Regions from separate parts of the Gossypium hirsutum genome. Here region 2 is linked to region 1. Evidence: chromatin contacts called from public Hi-C data. All regions are on one chromosome and are shown on one strand. Each heading gives the region's core, a stretch centred on a gene start, on an enhancer-like site or on the middle of the called end of the contact. The rest is flanking DNA. Distances are from core to core; before and after follow the strand shown.

What was found. A called contact is a pair of places that touch in the nucleus more often than the background predicts.
Region 2: a contact with region 1 is called in a Hi-C map of leaf, with 2.0 times the contacts expected there. The contact joins the enhancer-like site here to the promoter of LOC107920755 in region 1. A contact is called at or near these places in 2 of 34 Hi-C or Micro-C datasets (hypocotyl and leaf).

The regions. Positions count from the first base shown.
Region 1 is chrD13:18,726,190-18,731,969 of Gossypium_hirsutum_v2.1, forward strand. It overlaps LOC107920755 (transcription factor BIM2), which reads right to left and starts at 3,309. Exons shown (of 7, transcript XM_016850600.2): 1 at 2,849-3,309; 2 at 2,566-2,650; 3 at 2,046-2,115; 4 at 1,833-1,928; 5 at 927-1,315; 6 at 671-785; 7 at 71-483. The coding sequence starts at 2,978. The coding sequence ends at 388.
Region 2 is chrD13:18,924,053-18,929,832 of Gossypium_hirsutum_v2.1, forward strand. No RefSeq gene overlaps it. Among protein-coding and RNA genes, the nearest start is that of LOC121225052, 35 kb to the right of the region's middle. Within about 2 kb of position 2,144, at least 7 of the 9 cell types and tissues checked have an H3K27ac peak or open chromatin away from gene starts, as enhancers often do. A contact at or near this core is called in leaf, where this site is marked.

The DNA of each region.
Region 1 (5,780 bases), core at 2,059-4,558:
GATATGCAACATCCTAAAGTAATCTTGTTGTGTTTACACATACACCATATTTTAGGACTTGAAAGATCAATCAAACAGTAATACTACTTTTTTTGTTTTGATCCATTATGAAGGTATTTATATCAAAATGTATGATACATCCATGATAATAAAGGTAAACGCCTTGACATCACCTTAACAGAATTCTAATGAACCACCCCCATGAAAATACACATAATCTAAGGGGGACTACTCTTACGACAAACAATGATCGATACTTGGACCTCTAGAAAAGAACCAAAACTGCAGCATATACAATAACCAAATGAAACCAAGATGAAACAGGAAAGAAAGATCAGGTGGGATAACCGAGTTGAAATGAACTTTTATGGAACCCAGGTGCCGGTCTTATTTCTTCAGTCGCTTTTGAGCATGATCAGAATCCTCTCCACTGCTCACATCTCTAAGATGGGTCATTGCCTGATGGGGGGAATTATGTGGTTCCTGTAAACATTATAGTAAACAAATAAAAACCAGCACAAGTTTATACAAATCTATTATTGTATATTGACTAATTTCGTCGAGAAAGTTGTAGAAGTTTTAACAAAGAACATCAGACAATTGTCGATAAACCCGAGAGCAGAACCAACCGAGAAAAGGAGACCAAGATTTTTCTTTGTTTCAGTCGTACCTTAGCAGATAGCCCTCTATTTGCATGTTTTCCAAGATCAATCTGCACTGACATGTTGGCCTGTGACAAATCCAAACCTGAGCCTTGAAGTGCTTGTGCCAGAGCGCTCAATAAGCTGGTCAACATCAAAATCCATAAACATATTATCAGCTTATATTCAGTACCCTAAACCTAAATGGAATTTTGTTTAAGTTAGAAAAGTATTAGATAAGGTCTTAAATATATAAAATACAGTAGTGAAAGAAGATATACCCACCCTTGAGAGTAGACGCTAGAGATGCTAATTGTTCCTCCTTCAATAGTCAGATCCTCCTGTTGATTGATCGGTATATCATTGCCAACAAGACACTCAGTCGATTGAGTCTCAGAGACTGGTCTCCGAAGGGGATGCACAAGCACATTCTCACCTTGGATGGGCAGATGGGTTCCGTTGTTTGCCAACTCAGTTTGGCAATCCATAGTTTTGGATGTAACATATCTGATTGGATCAGTTTCTACAGCATTCGGCCCACTTGTGATCACCGTGGGGTTAATATTGGTGTTATTCTCATCAAACTTCCGAGCAAATGTTGCCCCTGGGCCAGAACCGTTTTTAATAGCTTGTGGGTGACCAACGAGACTCTGAACATGCCAGTGACTATTTCTCTATTACCGCAAGGAAGAAGTCAGTCATTATTCAGAGTTTTAATACCTCAAATAAGAAGGCACCATATCCAGAGGCTTTGTTCAAGAGAAACTACATTATTAATAAAAGAAATTAACACCTCGATAGTAAGCAATATAAAGCACCGAAACACAGCGGCAATTATGAGCAGATAGATTTACGCATTAAATTATTGAAATAATTAATATAAAATAAAAAAATCCAGTAATATACATCAAATAAATCAAGTATGTTATCTCATTACTGCAACAAAAAGTTGCAGCAATAATTAAAACATTGGTTAAGAAATTTGTTGCTTCTGAAACTGAATTTCCCATCGGAAGTAAAAAGAAAGGTATAGATACCTAATAGCTTAATGAAGAGGTTAAACACAAATAATACCAAAATGTCTAATGTAGATACCTAATAGCCTAATGAAACTACAAATTAACCACTCCAACCAAAAACAAAAACATACTATTTAAACCTCAAGATAGAAAACGTACTACTCAAACATACCCATGGCATTAGTTTCGCCGGCTCAGAACTCCATCCCTGGTATGAATCCTCATATTTTTGAACCTTCTCCTGTAAATATTGAACATACTCTATCACCTACAAAAGAACATCGTTCGAGTCCATAAAAATTTTATGCGGAATTTTCTCAAAAGGTAAACAACTAGATAAAATAACATAGTATGGTATTTTCTTATTTCCACATTCATGACATACCTCTAGCAGGAACGAAGCCGTATCTCTCTTTTGATCAGTGTTTGGTATTAAATCTCTCAATCTTTGAAATCTAAAAGCATCAGAGAACTATTATTGTTCACAAAATTTAAGCAAGCATCGTAAATTCACAACCTCTGTTGAATCCATAGAACATCAATAGTAATTCCATAGCATTTAACTCAATGCTAGAAAAGGACCAATAACAGCTTAATTTAAGGAGCCATTTCAGGTTAAACACCTTATAAACTAAACCATTCTTTTAAACTGATTCATAAGCACCTCCAGTTCCTAATGCAATCGAATAGCTTAACACATCAATAAATGCAGTCAGTTAGCTAGACAATCTACTTCCTTTTCAATCATCAATATTCCCACAACCTACCCCAACCCCTAAGCTAAAAAAGTTCAAAACTTTCTAAGCCTCAACCTACCCCGACCCATTATAATCAATGGTTTATGCAATTACCAGAAATTTAACTTGATAAACATACAGAACTACTAAGAAAAGAGAAGCAAATACCTTTCATTAATCTTACTCCTCCGCCTCTGCTCCGTGACAGAATGTTTTGAACGTATAGCGTTAGCCTTATCATTGTTTTTCCCATCTGCTTCCACACCCCCAGAATGTATATAAAACAAAACCGGAACAGGAACCAAAAAAAAAAACCCAGAATTCCAAATACAACAAAAGTAAAAGAAGAATACCCTTTTCAAGAAACAATCATGTAGAAATATACAATGAAAGAAGAAAGGGGAAAAGGGAGATCTGGGCATGAAGAGTGGGATCCAATCTAATAATATACCTTTGTTGGTGGTGCTATTGTTGTTGGGGTTGAAAGACATAGTTTGATTTGAAGAAAAGCCTCCTTTTTTGGAACCAAATTCTTCTTCCTCGTACTCTTCCTCCTCTTGACTTCCCTTTCCCGTTCTCATTTCTTTTTCCTCCTCCAGATATGACAAAGAATATATATACACACTATAAAGAAGGTAAAGATAGTGAAAAGAAAGAAGACAATTTGCTGGAACTAATAGATAAAAGGAAGGGAAAAAAGTGAAGGAATTTGGAAAGAAAATGAGATTGGAAGAACAAAAATTATGGAACTCCTTTTGTTGGTTGGTTCCCAGCGACGAGAACAGTGTGTGTGCTTAAACTAGTTTCTTTCTCGCTCTCAAATCACGTAATTTTCCACTAAATACTTATAATTTATATAATTAATAAATAAAATAAGTAAACTGCCTCTTAACTCTAGTTAAAATTATGATTCAATCATCCAACACCTGTCACTAACATTACCAGTTTAATACAAACGATCACCTATTTGTTTATTAGAGTATTATGAGTAAGATGTTGCACATTAATTTTGTCACCTAATTTCCACTTGGATTACCAAGTAGTAGTCACCAAACCTTCTCTCTCTCAGTTTCTTTGTTTTTCCAGTCATGTAATGAGAGTTGCAACATCAAGGGATCAAGGAACTCACCAAAGCCATGACTATATCAGAGTCCTTAATTGAGCTTGTTCTAAGAAAAAATAAATTCGAGTCTTCCAATCTAGGGGAGAAGGTCAATGGTGGGGAAGACCATGAGGAAGAATAGGTTAAAAACAACAATAGTGGAAATGGTGGTAATAAGAAACCACATAATGGGAAGTGGAAGCCCTACAACAAACTGAAGGAACCAGTGAAATGCTTCCTTTGTAACGATTCGCATATGGTAAAGGATTGTCTAAAACGATTCATGTTTTCTACCATCAAAAGGGATGATGAGCCTAAAAAAACACCATTGAAGCTTGGTTCGATCTTAAGTTTTGCTGAAGCCAAGAGGGTCAGAGAGAATGAAAAGAAGTCAGTGAAGTGTTTCTTATATTATGGTTCGCATAGGATGCAGGACTGTCTAAAGCGATCCAAGAGATCTACGATCAGTAAAGAAGATGATGTGGAGCTAGAGAATGAGGCTTTAAAGCTTAGGTCAATGATACTTAATTTTGCGAAAACGAAAAGGGATCATAAACAAAAAGGGTTGATATATGTAGACATCAACATCGCAAGTCAAAGAAAGAGTGCTTTTGTCAATACGGGGCATCAGACTTGTCCATATCAGAGAAATCCATGGGTAAAATTGGCCTTTCGGTTAGCAAATTGACCAAGAAGATCAAGACAATTAACTCCAAAGAAGTCTTAATTGTGGAAGTAACACAATGAGTTGAGCTACAAATCAATGAGTAGAAAGGCAAGGAAGATTTGGAGGTAATTCACTTAGATTGTTATGGCTTTGTTATTGACTTGAATTTTATTGACTGAAGTAATTCTCTTTCGGTTTCTTTTGTCGGTAGCATATTATAAGTGTTTGAGAACTTTGAATGAAATCTAAATTGGTAAGAAATGTGAATTTGATTTGGATATTGAATTGTGGTGTCAATGAGGGCACATTGCTTAGGCACTTAGGTTAGATGATTTTTGGCATGTTTTGGGCTTGTTTAAGTGTGTTTTGAATAGGTTTAATTGATAGTAAATGAGTTGCTTGATGTTCAAGTAAGCATGTTTTAGTATACTTGCATTTGCAGGAAAAATTAAGGGCACACGGCCTGGGACACCGGCTGTCACACGATCATGTGCTGCACACGGTCTCTTTACATGGCTGTGTATTTTAAGTCAGCATGTCACATGGTCTGGGACATAGCCTGCGACATGGTCATGTGAAATTATTTCGAAAGTTACACGGTTGGCGCACGGCATGTCCCTATGCCACACAGTATGGGCTCTGTCATACAGCCTGACCACACGAGCGTGTGACCCCTGTTTTCAAAATTTTTAAATTTTCTAAAACTTTTAATTTTGTTTCAATTTGGTCTCTGATTGTTCCCAAATTATTTTTAAAGCCCTGTAAATCCGATTTAAGGTCTGCAATCGTATTTATGCTATGAATGACATTTGAATTTGATTATTTGTTATTTAATGTGATATTTGGATAGTTAAATGTTATTAATTGTCGTATTATGTATGTAATACTCCGTAACCCTAATCCAACGACGAAGACGGGTTAAGGGTGTTACAATCTTGTTGTATGGCTTTCAAGGAGAATGTATAAGGAATGTATACTCCGTTTTATGGTTTAATCTATTGTACTTTATCCCTCCCCCCGCGATGACCATAATGAAAATTTTCATGAATTTCATAATCGACTATGGAAAAAGATAAGAGTGAAACTTGTGGTGCTCTTTTTGTTTGTGTTTAAAAAGTTATGTCGGGAACTTAGCACCAAGCTATGTCTGTGTTTAAAATATGGCCATGACATTTATTGTGATCGCAAACATAATGAAATGCTATATCAAAGCAGAGAGCATTAATCCACAAAAATAATAGCCATAACATCATATTATCGTTGCTGTTTAACGACCTGCTTGGTATGTTGTCATTGATTTTGATTGTTTGGCAATGAAAATAGGGATAATGACATCAATTGTACTCAGCACCCAGGAGGATCGAAAGGGTTGCCAGATCGAGAAAACTAAGGTTAATTATTTGCCTTGGTTGTATAGCATCCTAACTAACAAGTCCTTATTGTTCATACGTCTAATTATTTGTTTGTGCTTGTCTTTGTTTTTTGGAAGATTGAGATTATAGTGGGAAAAGCAAAGAAACTTGGTGCCATCAATGTAGTTGTAACCCCAAAGAAAGCTATTGATGAAAAGGCGTAGATATTAAAGAAAAGTAGTAGCATTGGAAATTCACTACT
Region 2 (5,780 bases), core at 894-3,393, 200 kb after region 1:
TCACAACTGGGTGTACAGTGTATACTTAAAAGTATTGAAGAAAACCTTTCACTTGGCAAGGAATTTACAAGTACATATATGTTACATATATTTACATTACTTTACTTAATCTGCCTATAATCAATATTACTGGCTAAGTATTCTTCCCATCATATCTTGTTCAATCTATAAGGCTTATAAATAATTTTCATAGCTTCTTTACTATGTTCTTTCAAACTTAACCACGCCACTTTACTCGCTCTGTATGCATAATAGCCCATCCCGCCAATCTCTCTGGTGTAGCCCTAACATTGTCCCTCTTGGTGTAGTCCTATCTCATCTTACCTGTGACATAAACACAGAGGTAAGTTCTTAAGAACTCAGTGAGTAAACCCTTTTTTACCTGAATCTTTTCGAGAACTCTGTGATCATTCTCATTTGTTCTTATCATTCCATTTAATTTGGAGAGTACTTCACTATGGTTCTACTATTGTGTCATAGATGCCCTACAGCAAAAAAAGTTTTTAGCGGCATTTGAACCAAAAATGCCGTAATAAATTGAGCATTCGTGGCTAATTTAAACAAACGCCGCAATAGGTAAGCAATAGCGGTGCTCTTTCTAAAACACCGCAATAGATCGAGCATTAGCGGCGCTTTTGTAAAAGCTCCACAAAAAAGTTAAGCAAAACGACGTCATTTTGTTGTTGAGCTTTAAGGACATTAGCGGCGAGTTTTAACAAACGCCGCAATAAATCAATCATTAGCGGAACTTGTTGAGAAACACCGCTAAAGTTCGAGCAATAGCAAAAAAAGCCACTAAAGTTCAAGCATTAGCAGCGTTTCTTGGAAAACGCCACAAAAAAATTTAGCAAAATGACCTCGTTTCCTTTTTGTGCTTTTCTAGAATTAGCAGGGCTTACTGACAAACACCGCAATAGATCAATCATTAGCGGCGCTTATTGAGAAATGCCGCTAAAGATCGAGCATTAACGGTGCTTTTTGTAAAACGCCGTTATAGGTCAAGCATTAGCGCCGCAAAAAAGTTAAGCAAAATGATGTCATTTTTTGTTGAGCTTTAGTGACATTAGCGGCGCTTTTCAATAAATGCCGCAATAGATTGAGCATTAGCGGCTCTTATTCAGAAACGCCGCTAATCATCAAGCAATAGCGACGCTTTTTGGAAATCGACGCAAAAAAGTTGAGGAAAATGACCTCTTTTTTGTTGAGCTTTAGAGGTATTAGTAGTTTAGGGATTATGGGTTTAAGGATTATGGTTTATTATTTATTGTTTAAGGGTTGGGGTTTAAGGGTTAGGGGTTTAGGGTTTATAATTTATGTTTTATGATTTAGGGTTTAAAGGATAAGGGTTAAGGGTTTAAGGATTATGGTTTATGGGTTATGTTTTAAGTGTTGGGGTTTAAAGTTTAGGTGTTAGGGGTTAAGGGTTAGGGGTTAGGGGTTTAGCGTTTATAATTTATGTTTTATGATTCAAGATTTAGGGGATAGGAGTTAGAGGTTTAGGGATTATGGTTTATGGTTTGTGGTTTAAGGGTTAGGGATTGAGGTTTAGGTGTTAAAGGTTAAGGGTTAGGGGTTTAGGGTTTATAGTTCATGTTTTATGATTCAGTGTTTAGGGGATAGAGGATAGGGGTTTAGGCGTTATGGTTTAAGGGTTGGGGTTTTAGGTTTAGGTGTTAGCAGTTAAGGGATATGGGTTTATGGTTTAGGGTTTTAGGTTTTGGGGAGAGGGTTATGGTTTAGGGTTTAAATCAATTAGTATTTTTTAATTTATATATTAAATAATTTATTATATAATTGTAAAAGAGATAATATTAATTTTAATAGATTAAAATTTATATTACTTAAATTTACAAAAAAATTATTATTTAAAATTTATATGAAATATATAAAAATTAAATATAAAATTGTGAAAATTTGTCAATCATTAGTGGCATTTGGACCAAAAATGCGTTAATATATATTAAAATTTTTCAAAAGGGCACCGTTTCACTTTAGGAATATAATTTTTAGTGGCTTTTTTATTGTAAAATGCCGCAAATGTTATGCAATTAGTGGCTTTTTTTTTTTGTAAAACACCATAAATATTGAAATTTCAATTTGACTTAAACGACATCATTTTTTATTGGGTCTGTTGTTCTAAGTCTAAATCTCTCCCACCTCGACTCTCCTTCCGTCTTTCTCCTCTCCTGTAAATCCCTAGATCTTTCACCCCTTTACTGTCGTTTTCTGGCCTTCTTCTCGCTCCAATATCGCTTCTCGTTTGGGCTGACTGGTAAAAATCTCAGCAAATCCCTAATTTCTCCGTTGACTGGGTATTTGGCTTTTATTCCTTGAAGCTTTTATTATTGGTCTTATTATTAGGTTGCCTTTTGAATTTGGGGTGTTTGGAGTAATGGGTGTTCTGTATCTAATGGAATTTGTTTGGAATTCTTGTTTGTTTTGTTATTGCTTAGGTTTTTTGTATGTGGATATGCATGGTAGGCTTTGTTCATTTGTGGGGATTCTAACGGTTCTTCGAGTTATTGGGTTGGCATTTTCGGTATGTTTCCGTGATTTCCATGTTAGGTCATTCTATTTTTTGTTACGCTATGGCCCCCCTCCTTCGCAGGTTAGGTCATTCTATTCCATGTTAGGTGATTTCCTGGTAATTTGTTTCTTTTACTTAATTTAAATACTCTTTTTCTTATTAAAAAATTCGATGATTGGGCTATGGGAATTTTCGTGTTTGAGATAAATTTGTTTTCTTTTATTGATTGTCTGTTTTCTAGGTGTTGGCTTTTTTGTCTCTGTTTTAATCTATTTGTTTCTTGTGTATGATTTTAGTGAATTAACTAGGGTGAATAAAGAAAATCATGTGTTCCAAGTTCTTTTATTCTGATTTGAGATACTATAGTTGAATGAATAAAAGATACTAAATTGATCATTGTGAATTAAAACCTCATATTCCCCAACTTACCTTTTCTAGTCATTAAAATTAAATCCCTTACTCCCAGTTTGTCTCTTTAATTTTTTATCAATGAATATGATTTGTTAGAATGGTCATTCAGATTTGTTACTACAGTGGAGCAAAATATACTTTCCAATTTCTACTCCCAATTTTATGGTTAGAATATTTAGGTTAGATTGTTTTCTAGTAAGTTGTTTACTACTGTGGAGCAAAATATACTTGCCAAATTCTCCAGTTTTGATTTTACTTTATTCCTTAATCTTCAATGCGTGCTTCTTGAGAACCTTTTATGCAATTAATCAAATGCTAATGATACAGGAAAACTCTGTTAACAGTGAAACTATGTTTAAGATGAATTAATTAGGTTCATAATGAGTTTGGTGTATTGCATTTCCATGTTCTCTTCACTTTGATTGTTTGAACCATAATGAAATAGTTATCTTTATTATTTTTGCAGTAACATTTGATGATATAGGAGTAGCTAGTTTGAAATATGATATACTGCTAGTTGGTGGGTTTCTTTAACAAGTAATGGAATAGGAACAATATGTTTAAGCTTGTACAGTAATTTACTTTCTCTATTCATTCAAAATTATGATGATGATGATAACGATGTTTGGATTTTTAGAAATTTTTGAATGCTGATTTGATATTTCGATTTCTGAATTTTGTTGAATTATGAATGCTTGGTGCTAATTTTTTTTCCTTTTTAGTTCTTTTATGTATTTTTCGTGCAGTTGATAATATAATTGCATGCTAGAATATTTGTGAAAGGAAAAAAGAACATGATTTTATAATTTTTCTTTTATTCATATTCGGTACTAATTTACTTCTTTTTTTTTTTCCAAAAGTTTGCTTCGAATTTGAGCAAATTTAAGGTATTTATTCCTATGTTTCCCTATGTTTCCCTAACTAGTTTTCTTAAAAAAAAACATCTCAAATTTTTTAAATTTTTGTGTGGTTATATTTTAATTATTATTTTTGAGTTTTAGAAAATGAAAATATTAGAAAAATCCCTTCCTGATCTGTGCTCTTTGCACGTAAATGCAAGGAGAAAGATCTTTGCATGCTCAATTTGTTATTCCATATATAGTATATGTTTCTGGCTCTTGATGTATGCCATTAATTTATTGGAATATACAATTTGATTAGGGATAAAACATCAAATTCTCTAGTTTATGCTGCCTATCCAATTACTTCAATTGTAGTAATTAGCATGAAATTTTCAAGCTCAACTTAAATTCATGTTCTACATGTCATACATAGATTTTTGAAATGACATTCAAGCTCAACTTGAATTTGCAGCTTATTACAAAATTTGAGAAGTGGAAAATTTATTGTTATATAACTAATTTTATTTTTTTATTCTCCTAACCTTATCAATGCAATACCCCCACTGCCCCCACCGCCCCCACCGCCCCCACCATATGTTTGAGAGGTGGAAAATTTGCAGCTTATTACATAATTTGAGGTTTAAATTATGATTGTGAATTCTCCACGTATTATTTACCCAAGCAAAAACAAATACACAAATTATTAAATTTGAGATTCAAATTCATAAATTACTTTATATATTAGATTAATTGAATAAATTATGTTTGATTAGTTTATTCGGTTTAATGTGAATAAATTATCGATTTTCGATTTAATTGAATAAATTATGTTTGATTAGTTTATTTGATTTTATGTGAATAAATTGTCAATTTTTTATTTAATTTAATAAATTACTGATTTTATAATTGATTAATTGATTGAATTTAGTTTGATGTTAATAATTAAGAATCTTTTACATACAAATAAATGATCGATTTATCATATATAGGCTATTAAATATATATTATTTTGCCAATTATATTTATTTTCACTGCCAACTCAAAGTTTTTTTTTAATTTTACTTATTTTGATAAATATAGAAAAATTAATTATATTTTAATTTCTACCCCGACTAATACAAGGAAAGAAAAATCAAAATTACTCAATAATATAAAATAAGATAAAATATATCTGTCACAAGATTATTAGTAAAAGCTACAAAATGATCTCTGAATTATTCAGAAATTAAAACTTCTATTTTAAATTAATATATAATTTACATAACTTACATAAATATATATCAAATCAAAATTTACATAACTTATATAATTTACATAACTCACATAACTTACATAACTTAATAACTATATCATAACTTACATAATTTACATAACTTTAGAGAATTAAAAAAAACTTTGGATCTTAACTTAATAACTTATATATATATCATATCATAACTTACATAACTCACATAACTCACATAACTTGCATAATACATAAATATATATCATATCATAACTTACATAACTTAATTATACTTATAAATAAACAACTTACCTGTGTAATTTATTGTTAACTTCAAGAACTACGAAATGGACCGGTCTTGGATGAATTTGTCAAGGGTAAGCAACGACTATCGAAATGGAGTGCAAACTTTAATTTTGCATTTCAAAATGCAAGCCAAGAGAATATAATTCTTTGCCTGTGTAAGAAGTGTGGCAACATAAATTGACATTTTTGTGAAGTTGTCTACGAACATCTAATTGTTGATGGGTTTATTCGAGGGTATAAAAAATGGGTTTTCTATGGAGAGTGCACACCTAGTAGAACCTCTTCAACAATTAATCCGGCTTATCTTCATAGTGCTTATCATCAATCTGTTAGAGAAGATGACATGGAAGGTATGTTGCGGGATGCGTTTAATATGTGTAGTCATGGTTTGCAATCGTTTTCATTCGAATTTGTTGCATCCGATGATTGTAATCTTAGTGAAAATGCTTTTACCGAAACGGGAAGAAGT